Regions from separate parts of the Gossypium arboreum genome. Here region 2 is linked to region 1. A link is a contact called in public Hi-C data. All regions are on one chromosome and are shown on one strand. The core of a region is the stretch at or near the end of the contact, and the rest is flanking DNA. Distances in the headings are between cores, read along the strand shown. Region 1 holds the start of LOC108480701 (endo-1,4-beta-xylanase 5). Region 2 has its middle 13 kb from the start of LOC108466926.

Region 1 (5,756 bases), core at 574-3,073:
AGTAAGTAATTTTGTTAAGATATTGGACATTACCATTGTTGAAATATCATTTCACAAAGTGTGTCAACAGTAATTACAGTGTTAATCATGAATTGCTGGTTGAACCTCCATTCTTGATCAGTAAATGGCTGTAACGAGGAACTATCTATTGTTATATCAATATCTTTATCATCTGAGTTCTGCATATCCAGGACATTAGAAAAAAAAGGTTCTTAGAAGCAAAAATCAATGACAGCATTCATGACCTAATGCTCAATCTTTTTCACATATAAAAGCCTAAATATATATTGGTTTGAAAATAGGTTCACCTGGAATAGCAGTAAAGCTAAATTTGAAGGTGAATCAAGAACAAATCCACCTTTGAGAAATGACCAGCAACCATTCTTAGCCAAAACAGTCCCTATACAATTATATGTTCTGTTTTCTGTCTTCAAGCTTGCCCTAATGAGAGCTGAATTTGCACCTTGTATTTTGATCCAAGCTGTAATTTCACCAAACAGAGTAAGCCAATCCTGTAATGTTTCAAAATACAATTTGTCTGATATTCACAGTAGAAGTTTTTGTCTATGTTAAAAAGGCAGTTGCCTCTACAACAGGGGGATGTTCCTGAACTGGGGCCATATCTAGCATTTGCATATGTCGGTTGCCACTTTATGTGACAAATCCAAACCTTAAACATTGCCACTTGTTGGGCCACGGATGATACAGTGTGACATGCCAGTAAGTCAGTAACAGGTGCATTAAGGGTTCACCTATGTCGATGAACTTGTTTATTCTTTTTTTGAAGTATTTGTGTTTTAATATTTGTATCCGAAATTCATATAGATGGAGAACTTAACTGGAGAAACAGTACAAATTGCCCAGGGTGAGATTCTTCAAGAGAAAAGCTGGAGTGTAAAAACCAGTTGCAGTTTTGCCAATAATGGCAGGTTTCATAATGGGAGGCTCATCTTTCAGAATCCCTCCTTGGTACAGTGGCTCCTCTGGCTGTGCTTTACACTGCAACCAACAACATCATCAACAATTGTCATGGACATTGCGGTGAATCAAATAACTTCAGACTACATATTCATAATACAGTCAATAGATAAATGATCTATTCTCAAAACTGTTTTACCTCTGTGTAAGCACTAAAATCATATAAAGGCCCATCTGCAGCAATAAAAAGAAAAAGAACCCACTTAAGTTTTCTGAAAACCCCATTAGAATGTTTTGAACAGTCAAACCAAATGTAGAAAGGGAGAGAGAACCATATGAAGCAACCAAGGAACCACTAAGAAGAATGAAGAAAGCCCAGAAGCCACCAAAATGTTTCATGTTCCTGTTTTGAACAAACGGCTATTGGATTGAACTAATGCTGAAGCTTACATTATATACCATACAGAAAAAAAAAATGAAATGATTTCGGATATCAGGAGAAAGAGGGGGAGTGTACCTAATTAAGGTTTGTGGTGGGGATCACAAGGGAACAGTGAAAGGCCTATGAGAACCCGTGCCTTGCTCACATGTTTTACTTAAGGGTTTCATTTGATGTGAACTTTAAATAAACTCGTCTTTGCTGCTAAATGTCCAGATATGGTTATACAGGCTTAGACTCAACGTTATATAAGTGGGAAATTTATTTATTTTCTATCCACCCTTACTTAATATTAGTCACTTTAGCTTTAATGGAGAGTTGGCTTGTTGCTAAGAACTAAGTGATGAGTCCAAGTTAAGTGTTTTTTTAATCTAAGATTTGGTTGTGTGCCAAACTCTGGTTTTTGTCAGCAAACTGAAACAATGTTCGTTTAACCAATATTATTAGAACTTGGGTTGCTTTTGGCCACCAACTTGGGCTGCTTTGAGAAGTGTAAAAGAAGAAATTTATATAATGGAGGTTCGAGGATTAGGTGACCAGTGTAACCAAGCACTGTTGCTAATACTGAGAGATTCCGAAATTAGTGTTTGGGGGATAGCTTAGTTTTTGTTTTGATCATGGAGATTGGAAAACAAAGCACAAGTTGTACAAGGATTGAAGATGAGTAATTAATGGGAAATGGGTTGGAAATAGGTGAAGTCTGCTTTAGATTAAAGTCTAGTCCTCCATTGTCAGACCAGTTTGATTCCAGGGGTGCTTCATTCATGGCTAGAACTTGCACGCGTGAAGCGTGCATGATATTGGGACCATGCATTCACATGCTTTAAAAGTCAAATCACATTGAATGCCCAATCCCTCGGTTCCTCCATGGACGTGGAACCTGTTGGGCATTGAAGGAAAAGGTAAAGACATTTTCATTTTCACTGCAATTCTAGTATCACTGTAGAGTGGCCTTCAACCTGCCAGAAAGGGGTGAGTATTCGATTTAGTCGAGTCGAGTTAAAAAATTTCGAGTTAGTCGAGTTGATGAATACTATTATAATAACCGAATTCAATTTGAATTTTTTTTAATCGAGTCAAAAAATTTCAAGTCGAGTTGAATCGTGTCAAGTTAACAAATCTTATACTTGATGTTATATTTACATGAACAAAGGAAAAAGGGAAAGTGTGACAATTCGGGAAGGAAAATAAAACTATTAGGTAAATATTTATCAAAACAACGTAATTTTACTTTTAACTTTATAGTTTTGACTTTTAACTTTAAATAAGGTAAACATTTATTAAAATGACGTAATTTTATCTTTTCTTATTTAGATTTTCGAATAACTCGAATTAAGTGTGAACTTTCGATCGAATCGAGTGAAATTGTTCGAGTTAAATTAGAAAAATTAATACTGTAAATTAAAATGTTGTTACAATATAACTATTTATTTGTTAGAGCATATAAATTTGAAACCATATATATTTGCAAACTGTTTAAAGCATAATAATAATATGATATTTTAGTACGATAAACTTGAATCATTAATCACTTAGATTCCAAAATTATTATTTTATAAAATTTTAAAATTTCAACTTTTCTATATATTTTTAGATTTTTAAAAAATTATACAGATTTTAGAATTTTTAAAAATATTTTGAATTTAAAAATTATTTTCAATTTTGAAAATTATTTTGATTTTTATTTTTGTAATTTATGTTAAGAGAGAAACCAATTTGCTCATTTTCAAAATTGATAGGGACCAAAAGGGTATTTATACTAATCTGTTATTCATATTATTCAAGTTATTTGAATTGTAGAATTCAACTCAACTCGAACTCGAAATCCTAAATTTCTTATTCGAGCTTACTCGAATAACTTGATTCAATTAACTCGAAATTAAATTTTTTTTATTTTTTGAATCGAATTAAATTTTACTCACATCTAATTAAAAAAATATTTTTCAAATCAAGATGATGTCAAAATGTGGGCCTATAAGACCATATTTTTGTAGCCCACAGGCTTTAATATGTCGATCAATTAGAAACCGAAGACAAACTCGACTCATGTGACCCAAAAACACAAACAAGACTTTCAGAGAGTCCTTCCTTATTTTCTTAGACCAGACTGGGCCAAATGAACCATTTTTTATCATGGGCAACCCAAATAGTTGCAAGATTGTAAGTTCTATAATTATTTGAACCAAGAACGTTAATATATATCTTGATAATCGTAGTAAATGCATTTAACCAAATGACATGCCTACCAATAGATCAATGAAGGCATATGCCATATGTTGCTGTCTTAACAAGAATTGAACAAAATTCTAACAATTTATTACTATTGCACGTTTTCTTTCGAGAGAAAAATCATACAATCATACTATTAATACAGTACTAGTGGTGTTCCAGAATCACTGATCACCTTATAAAATGATGAACCAGCTAATGGCTAATGGTGTATGCAGGATATCACTGAGCAAAGAGCTCATCAATCCTACAATTCCAGCCTTACCTTTTCTGCAGAATTGTCTATCATTGGCCATTGGATGCCGCCAAAGATTTCTTCGGTTTCCGACTGTTGAATATCTTGGTATAAATGTTCTTGGTTCTAATTGCCAGCAAAACATCCAACCCAAATCCAATAAGGGAGGCCATAGCCATTACGATAAACACGAGGCCGTAACAATGGGCTCCCACACAGGTATTCCCACCTCCTGGTGTTGGAGTAGCTTGTGCATCATATAGGTAGCCAGCAAGCAGGCCAGAAAAGAGGAAAGAACCTATGGGAAGATTGAGGATTAAAATGTTGTAGAGCAGACCGTAGTATTTGAGACCGAATAGTTCCGAGGCAACCGGGACGGTCACTGCTAGACGGACTCCGTAACACATGCCAACAACAATTGAACCAATGTAAAGGCAACCAGGCAATGCCAATGCCATGAGAAGGAGCCCAACCGCCATCAAGATCTGAGATGCTGCATTCCAAAGTGGCCTAGGAGTTCCTGCTTTCCTGTTTGAAATCAATGCACATGGAATATAGATCTTATTAGGCATCATTATGAGCCAAGTGAAAACTAGTCCCTATCAAGCTATCCAAATTGGCCAACCCTGCCATGACCTCATCTACATTGTCCATTTGCAATATTAGTTCACCCACTTTGCAACCAACACTCAGCTTCAATCATTCTAAGATTTTACATTGAAACCTAAACCACATATACTATTGTTATAACTAATCAATGACAGCATTAAGGCATTAATATGATGCATGTTTCATCTATTTATTGATCAAAATGCATTTAACCCCAACATCCATTAAAGCAACAAAAGCTGTCTAATCACAGTATTAATTGAGGGCAAAACATTATTTTTTTTTTTTTTTGCTTCCAAAAGTTGGAAACTTATTAAATTACGTAACAAGCAAAACAAACAGCAACAGCATTTCGTGTACAACTCAAGTTGAAAAACCAAACCACAAGCGGATTCAAATCAAGGTTTCTTAACCAGAAAGAAAACGTAAACCAGTTTTTTTTTTTATTAATAAAAATAAATTATGCAGTTTTGCGGCTCAAAGCACAAAATATTGCCCCTCAAGAAAAGAAAAAAACCAAACCATACTTATTAAAATGATGATAGAGATGTAGCAGTTTATATATTTCTAAAATCATACATATCTAAGAGTACTCCAACAGATATTTAATAAAAGATAGTTAAGATCATCGTTAAGTAAATTTTAAAAGAAAATATTTTTCTTACATAAAATGTTTTCTTGTGGTTTATTTTTTAAAACCTGTATGTGATGTTTGCATACATTTGACGAAATTAAACATTTTTTTTTTTAAAAAAGTAAAAAGACAAAATGTCTTCCATGTTGTTGTTATGAACTCATCGATCAAATCAAAGTATATGGAAAATAATAAATAAATAAGGGTATCAAGTTGCATATTACTAATAATAAACCGATGTCGACCTGAATCAATCAATAAATCAATATCCACCAACTAAAAGTACAAGATCCTAAACAAAAAGTCACAATCAAGCAAAAGTTAAGGTTTTTGGCAACAACAAAAAATAATAATAATAATAATAATAATAAAATAAAAGGAACAAGTTGAGGTTAAGGGCAAGGAATGGAAGAAGCTTACTTGAGAAAGTACTCGGAAACAGAGCCGGAAATGATTCGGCCAAAAAAGCCCCAAATACTGGTCAATGAAATGAATATTGAAACGTCGGCGTGACCCAAGGCTAACCCGATCTGTGCCATGTTGTTTATCACCGCCATACCTGTTCCCACCCCACAAAGGAACGATATGAACAATACCCAAAAGTCCCATGTCTGCATCGCCTCCATTATCCTGTGCTCCTCTCCTATCACCGGTTTTGTCTTTTCCACTAACACCGTCGCGTCATCCGCCGA
Region 2 (6,334 bases), core at 1,463-3,962, 610 kb after region 1:
ATGGAGATTCAATTCCTATTAAATAGATGGGGTGTTAACCATTCACATTTTATTCGGGGGGAAGAAATCTAATATTCAAATAATTATTAAAAAATTTGAAAGATTATTTCAGATATTTTGAATATTATATAATTTGCTGATGTTAGTGTTTCAACAAGGAGGTGGTGGTGATGACGTTGTTCACTTGTGAAGGGTCGTAGGGATCATAAATTACAAGCGAGTGAAAGGTTTTAAGTTACAAGAGGAGAGAGATCATAAATTCTGTGTTGGGGGTATATATAAGGGATTTTTCTCTTATTTGACAGTGTCATGTCATCGACAATATAGATGGCGGTTTGTTCATGTGGTTGGCCAGATGACAAGTTTGTTATATATCAATTGTTGTCAATCAGAGCATTATGTGATCTTTCTTTGACATTCTTTTAATGAGATAATATGAGGTAGTTATGTTCAGAGGTCTTTATGGACAATTCATAGTTGGGGTTCAGGAGCTGGTGGTTGAAAGCGGATGGTCTGTTAGAGGGCAAAAGTAAGCGGATGGTTTGCTAGAGGGCAAAAATAAGTAGTGTGAGGTATTCAAGTAACTCGTCATGAATAACCAATCAGATGATTTAAGATGAAAGGTTGTTCACGAGTGCCTTTTAAGATATGCTTCTTGTGTTGCTACATGTCGAAGTTGGAGTAAAAGTCTTTAAGTCAATAAAAAAGCACAAGTGTCATACCTAAGGAATAGTAGTAGGCATTCGACGATTCACTTAGAATGTGAATCCTAAAAGGGGTTTTAGATATGGTGTCAGATTGATCATTCAGAATGGATGTTCTGGCACAACACTAAATGAGGCTTTGGACTGCCCTTCACTCGTCACTATGGAAACTTCAACAGCACTTGATGGAGGAGTAGTATGCTCCCAGATGTATAATTCCTGAGGCTTTGGTTGGCCTCGCCCTTTAGTACTGCAATATTTTTGGATGGTTTGTTGGACAGTTTCCTCAATCTTTTCCTGCTAGTGGTGTCTGTGGCACTAGCATAAACATAAACATCTAAGAGACTAGAATCAATTTGTCCCCTTGTAGGGGTTGAAGTAGTTGCGCAAAGGAATAACATAATCAAATTCAGCAAAAATCAAACAATGCTAACACTAACAAGATTTATAAAGGATAAGGAAGGATAAAACAAAGATTTAGGGGCACGATCATAGTGTCCCTCATCCAACTCTCTATATTTAACCACTCCTTCTATCATTGAAAGTAGGCGTGGATAGCCTCCATATCCATAACGACGCTTAGCAGGAGGACATTTATAGGGGGCTTCTTCCTCCCCACCCCTTTCATCTGAAGAAATATCAGTCGCGACTTGAGCCTAGGAAGATGTTTCCTCATCTGGAGCCAGGGCTCGGCTACGAGAAGCAGTAGATTGACTGGATCTTCCACTGGCAACAGTTGTGTTGCCCCCACAATGACATATGGTTCCCTATCATTCGCAGGGATGATGGGTAAGGAATGGTGTATAAACTCTGGGATCCTCAACTTATGTTTTGAACACCTTGCAAATGTTACAATATAATCTCACAGTTCCTCCATTAGTCCGCGGAGAATTAGAGCCATCATTTCCTCAGCGTTAAAGTCATGACTGGTCATGAGATTTTCATGACTCGTCGTTCATGAAGCCCCGTCCGAAATCGCATTCTAGTACCCATTCACGTCATTGTCGAACATACAATACTTAAAAGACCTTTTGGAGGGTGATGTTTTAGGGGACAACGAGGATATTCTTTTTATTTATCATTATGAATTGCTCCTCGAAAGTCAAAACCCTTTCGTAACCCTTCAATGGGGACTTGTAGTTGCACAAGTTCATAAAGAGGTAGGCTCCATTTGATGGGTAATTCGGACTCATTGTCGAACTCAAGTTCCATAAGAATGTATTTGTGACGGCTTAAACTCATATTATTGATCCTCCCATACAAAATTTCCTCTATCTGGGGTATGCCTTGGCGTCAGGAGAAATACATCAACCTCGGCTCGTTAGCAGCTGTTCACCCCACCAAATGGAACATGTTTTGGAATACCCTTAGCATGGACCACATTCCCCACTTGCGGCAAAGAATGATGAACCCAATGATGATCCACCAAGAAGCCCCAACTAACTGCCCAGAAGAAACTTTATAGCAAGAGAGAACTTCAATGATGAACGAGTGGGAGGCAAGTGAAACCCAACTTCTAGCACTGGCCTCCCTCCGCTATACTTAGGCCCATAGATTTCACTAAAGGAATAGGACCCCTTCAAGAGGTTAAAATCCTAACGATGATGCTTTTTCAACCACCTACAACGGAGCAACCTTCTGGCCTATATTTTAGTAGTGGAGCACTCGAAGGACCCCCACCACTAATTCCTTCACCTCCATTGGTGACTTTCTCTACATTTCCCTATTATCTCTGAAGTTTTGGCCTCCCTCCCGCGGTTGTTTTCGGTCATGATTAACAAGAAAATACGAAATAGAAGAGGGAAACAACCGTAGAAAAGGCGAAGTCTTATCTTGAAAATATTAAGCCCAAAGCAGAAAAACAAGCAAAAATAAGAATTAGGGACAAGAACAAGAAGAACAGAGAGGAAAAGGCTCAGAAAAAGGCTAAAATCATAACGATGGCGCTTCTGCAACAACAACCTACAGCGGAGCAACCTTTTGGCCTCTTTTTTGGTAGTGGAACACTGGAAGGACCCCCTACCACTAATTCATTCACCTTTCTTGGTGACTTTCTCTACCTTTTCCCTGTTGCTTTCAAAGTTTTGGCCTCCCTTCCACGATTGTTTTCAGTCATGATTAACAGGAAAATACGAAATAGAAGAGGGAAACAAACGTAGAAAAGGTGAAGTCTTATCTTGAAAATATGAAGTTTAACAAGAATTAGGGACAAGAATGAGAAGAAGAGAGAAGAAAGAGCCCGAAAGAAGGTTGGGCACTTGAAGAATTTGAAGAACAGTTGCTGAGAAGACACAAAAACACTAGGGAAATTTTGAAGCCGCCAAATTACTTGATTGTTGGAGACGAGGCCTATTTATAGAACCCTCCCCAAAATAATACGTTTTATGACCTAAACACTCCGACATCTCACAACCAATATCGTTCGAACACGTGTGCCATTGAACGACACAACCATCATTAGCCCTGTTCCCCAAAAACTGCTGTTCAACTTTGTGTTTAATATGGATGTTCTAAAACCTTTAGGTATCATTTGGTCGACCTCAATCCAATAGAATTGTAATAGAATAAAATTATAATAGATTAAAATTTTTATCAGTAATTTTATTATTTGATTAAATGAAATGAAATAGATCTATAATAATATTTTTGTATTTAGTTGAATGTAATAGATGTTATAATAGTATAAGAAAAAATGCTTAAATGATTAAAATACTCTTGATAAAAATTTTTAGGTGAATAGTTATTGTTATTGTTATTAAATTTTAATAAAATTATTTTTAAATAGATTTTAATAAAAATATAAATAAATTTAATCATATTTTAATATAATTTTATTAAATACAATTTAATAAAATAATATATAATTTAATAACATTCTAATATAATTATTATATGAATTAAAAATCATAATATATAATATTATAAAAATAATATATAACCTACTTTATTATTTTAAATTGCAATACATATTTAATTTACTAAAATATCATTAGTGAAACAAATAATTTAATTATTTTACAATAAAAATAAAATATTAGAAGTAATAAATAGCTTGTTAATGTGATTAAAAAATTTAGACACTGAAATAGAAATAATGACATAATTTAAATGTTAGTTTACGAGTTAAGTAATAATTTTGATCGATACTTTGTTACATATAACAAACATTATAATGTTACATTTCACATTCTCATTTCATTTAAATTGTGACAGAAAAAATGTTAAAAACCACATATGTATAAACTATTCTACTTTAATTCATCAAATCAATGGGAATATGTGTGATCATTTAGATTAATAAGACAAAACATAAATTTAGAATGGAAGTAATTGTTATTATTTTAATAAAATATTACATTTAAATTTAATTATATAAAAATTATAAATATCAATATAGAAAGAAGATAAATGAATGATTAACAACAATCTAATAAATGAATGATTAACAACAATCTAACTTTAGGAAAGCCCCTAGAGAACCCTTATCTATGTACTGGCCCCAAAAGAAAGAAATAGGAACTATCGTCAAATGTTCAGCTCACATGCCGTATTCTCAATACATAAGATTGTACCTGAGACCAATATAAATGAACAACCTTAATATTTAAAGTCAATGACAAAACATAATGAACAGCCATGTTTTGATACCCTTTTACATGTTAATAACACAAAATACCATCATCTTTCATTGTTACAAAGAGCTAAATAGTGGGAAAGAATCAACAAAGAAATGTTTTACTTGTCATATCATATCCATGTTAGTGATAGTCTCTAATGTAGGATTAAGCCTTGAATTCTACAACTCACGGTTGCTGCACATTTACTTCGAATCAAATTCCATGACTTTTATAGCTAATCTAAATAATTTCCTTTCAATTTCTTTTCTTGAAAGCTAGGCTGTTAAGCTATAAGCTTTTCATATCTAATCTATAAAGCAATTAACTTTTCACCAACATAACTAAGTTCGTTAGAGTTAGAATAAAAAACATGGAAGCTAGACTATTAGAATACTAGCTTTTCACACACAGCAATACCAACTAAATCTAGTAAAGACGTCTGATAACATTAGCATTTTTGCTTTCATTGACCATACCATATATAAGATGGTCTAAAAATTCATCCACCTTAGATATTCGAACATGTGACATTAATTAAATGATGAAACATGATCGTCCAATATAGCACCACATGAAATATGAAGCAGTGGGTCCTAATGAACACATTCTCCTTGAATATCATTCATTGATATCTCAAACACACAGTGCGTGTGAACCCTTCTAAAGCAATCTTGGTACCTTGAGTAACAATAAGCTCCAAAGAAACAAACTATCGAGCAGATAGAGAGCAATAGAAAATAATTCAAGAGCTACTCTGATCCAAGACAGTAGATTCCATAGCAGATTGAATCCATTTACCAAACTGAATTTACTCAAGAGAATCAATAATTAACAAATCAAGCTAATCCACGAGCAGCAAAGAAATAACTAACTATATTCACATCACCTCAAACTAAGATTAACAGAGTTAATGTATTGAAACTAGAAGTAGCAAAAATGAACAGACTGAAACTCATTCATCAGACTAGATCATCAAGCAGCTGGCAGCAGATATCTAAGTAAGTCTTCAGTTGCACTTAACAAAGACATAAAGCATTAAGGTTCTTTTACATTTCTCCAAGCTGAAGCACATTGAATACTAAACTACAACAAAAATTAATAAACATGAAATGACAAAAAGGAAAGAACATCACCATTGTCAATGGAGATTCCCATTATAATTGTAGTTTCTAAAGGTCACTTTCTCAACAGGAAAATTCTCAGGACATGTATCGTTCTTGTGATTTCATGCCAACCCAGCTCCACCAAATCTCTAAATTTGTATCTACAATAGGTATGCTGGAGAAGTACTCACATGCATCTCTGATTATGCACTTATTAGCTATCAAGTTGAATTTTTAGTAGTATTGCTTTCTTACTATGCTTTAGAAGAATATTCCTTTTTCTCCATGATCTGCTGGATACTTTCTTGATATAGAGCATCTCTATATGTAGAAGCCCTTGTCATGTATAACCTCTGTAAAGCAGGCCTCAAAGTCTCCATCCCTCACCTTGTAACAATCACTATTAAATCATTTCCATAGACAACATCAAAATACTGTAAAATTTAACAAGATAAACTATAATACAGGGAAAATAAGAGAGAGAAAAGGGTGAGATGAGAGAAATTTGGCCTAAAAAATTTTAGTTGAAAAAGAGAAGCTGTACCAACAAGGTAAATGATAACATAATAAGTAGAAAATTATTATGAGTTAAAAAATTTCTTTCTAAAATCAATTAAAGAAATATATTAAGATGTTCAGAAAATAGAATGCAGGTAGATGGCACATCATGCAATCATTCTTCAGAGTGATACTAAAAAGAAGAAAAAAAAGGTATCTAGGTAGCATAAGATAACAGTATGATCGTCATGGTAATGGCTCTAGATAATGAAACCCAGATAACTAAGACTGATAGGAGATAAACAGTTATTTAATATCTTCCTTAACAACTGAACCTTAGCCTGGTGAAGAAGGGATTCACCAAAAATATGCCAATGGAAGTGTAAAATATAAGACTTGAACACAGTGCCAA

The links. A called contact is a pair of places that touch in the nucleus more often than the background predicts.
Region 2: a contact with region 1 is called in a Hi-C map of leaf, with 2.5 times the contacts expected there. The contact joins the enhancer-like site here to the promoter of LOC108480701 in region 1. A contact is called at or near these places in 2 of 5 Hi-C or Micro-C datasets (both in leaf).

Annotation. Positions count from the first base shown.
Region 1 is chr2:101,375,941-101,381,696 of ASM2569848v2, forward strand. LOC108480701 (endo-1,4-beta-xylanase 5) reads right to left here and starts at 1,824. Exons shown (of 8, transcript XM_053025069.1): 1 at 1,436-1,824; 2 at 1,251-1,321; 3 at 1,118-1,152; 4 at 840-999; 5 at 309-481; 6 at 78-179. The coding sequence starts at 1,317. It overlaps LOC108480459 (protein NUCLEAR FUSION DEFECTIVE 4-like), which reads right to left. Exons shown (of 2, transcript XM_017783473.2): 1 at 5,485-5,756; 2 at 3,652-4,349. The coding sequence ends at 3,872.
Region 2 is chr2:101,983,774-101,990,107 of ASM2569848v2, forward strand. It overlaps the pseudogene LOC108463968. Among protein-coding and RNA genes, the nearest start is that of LOC108466926, 13 kb to the left of the region's middle. Within about 2 kb of position 2,713, at least 2 of the 2 cell types and tissues checked have an H3K27ac peak or open chromatin away from gene starts, as enhancers often do. A contact at or near this core is called in leaf, where this site is marked.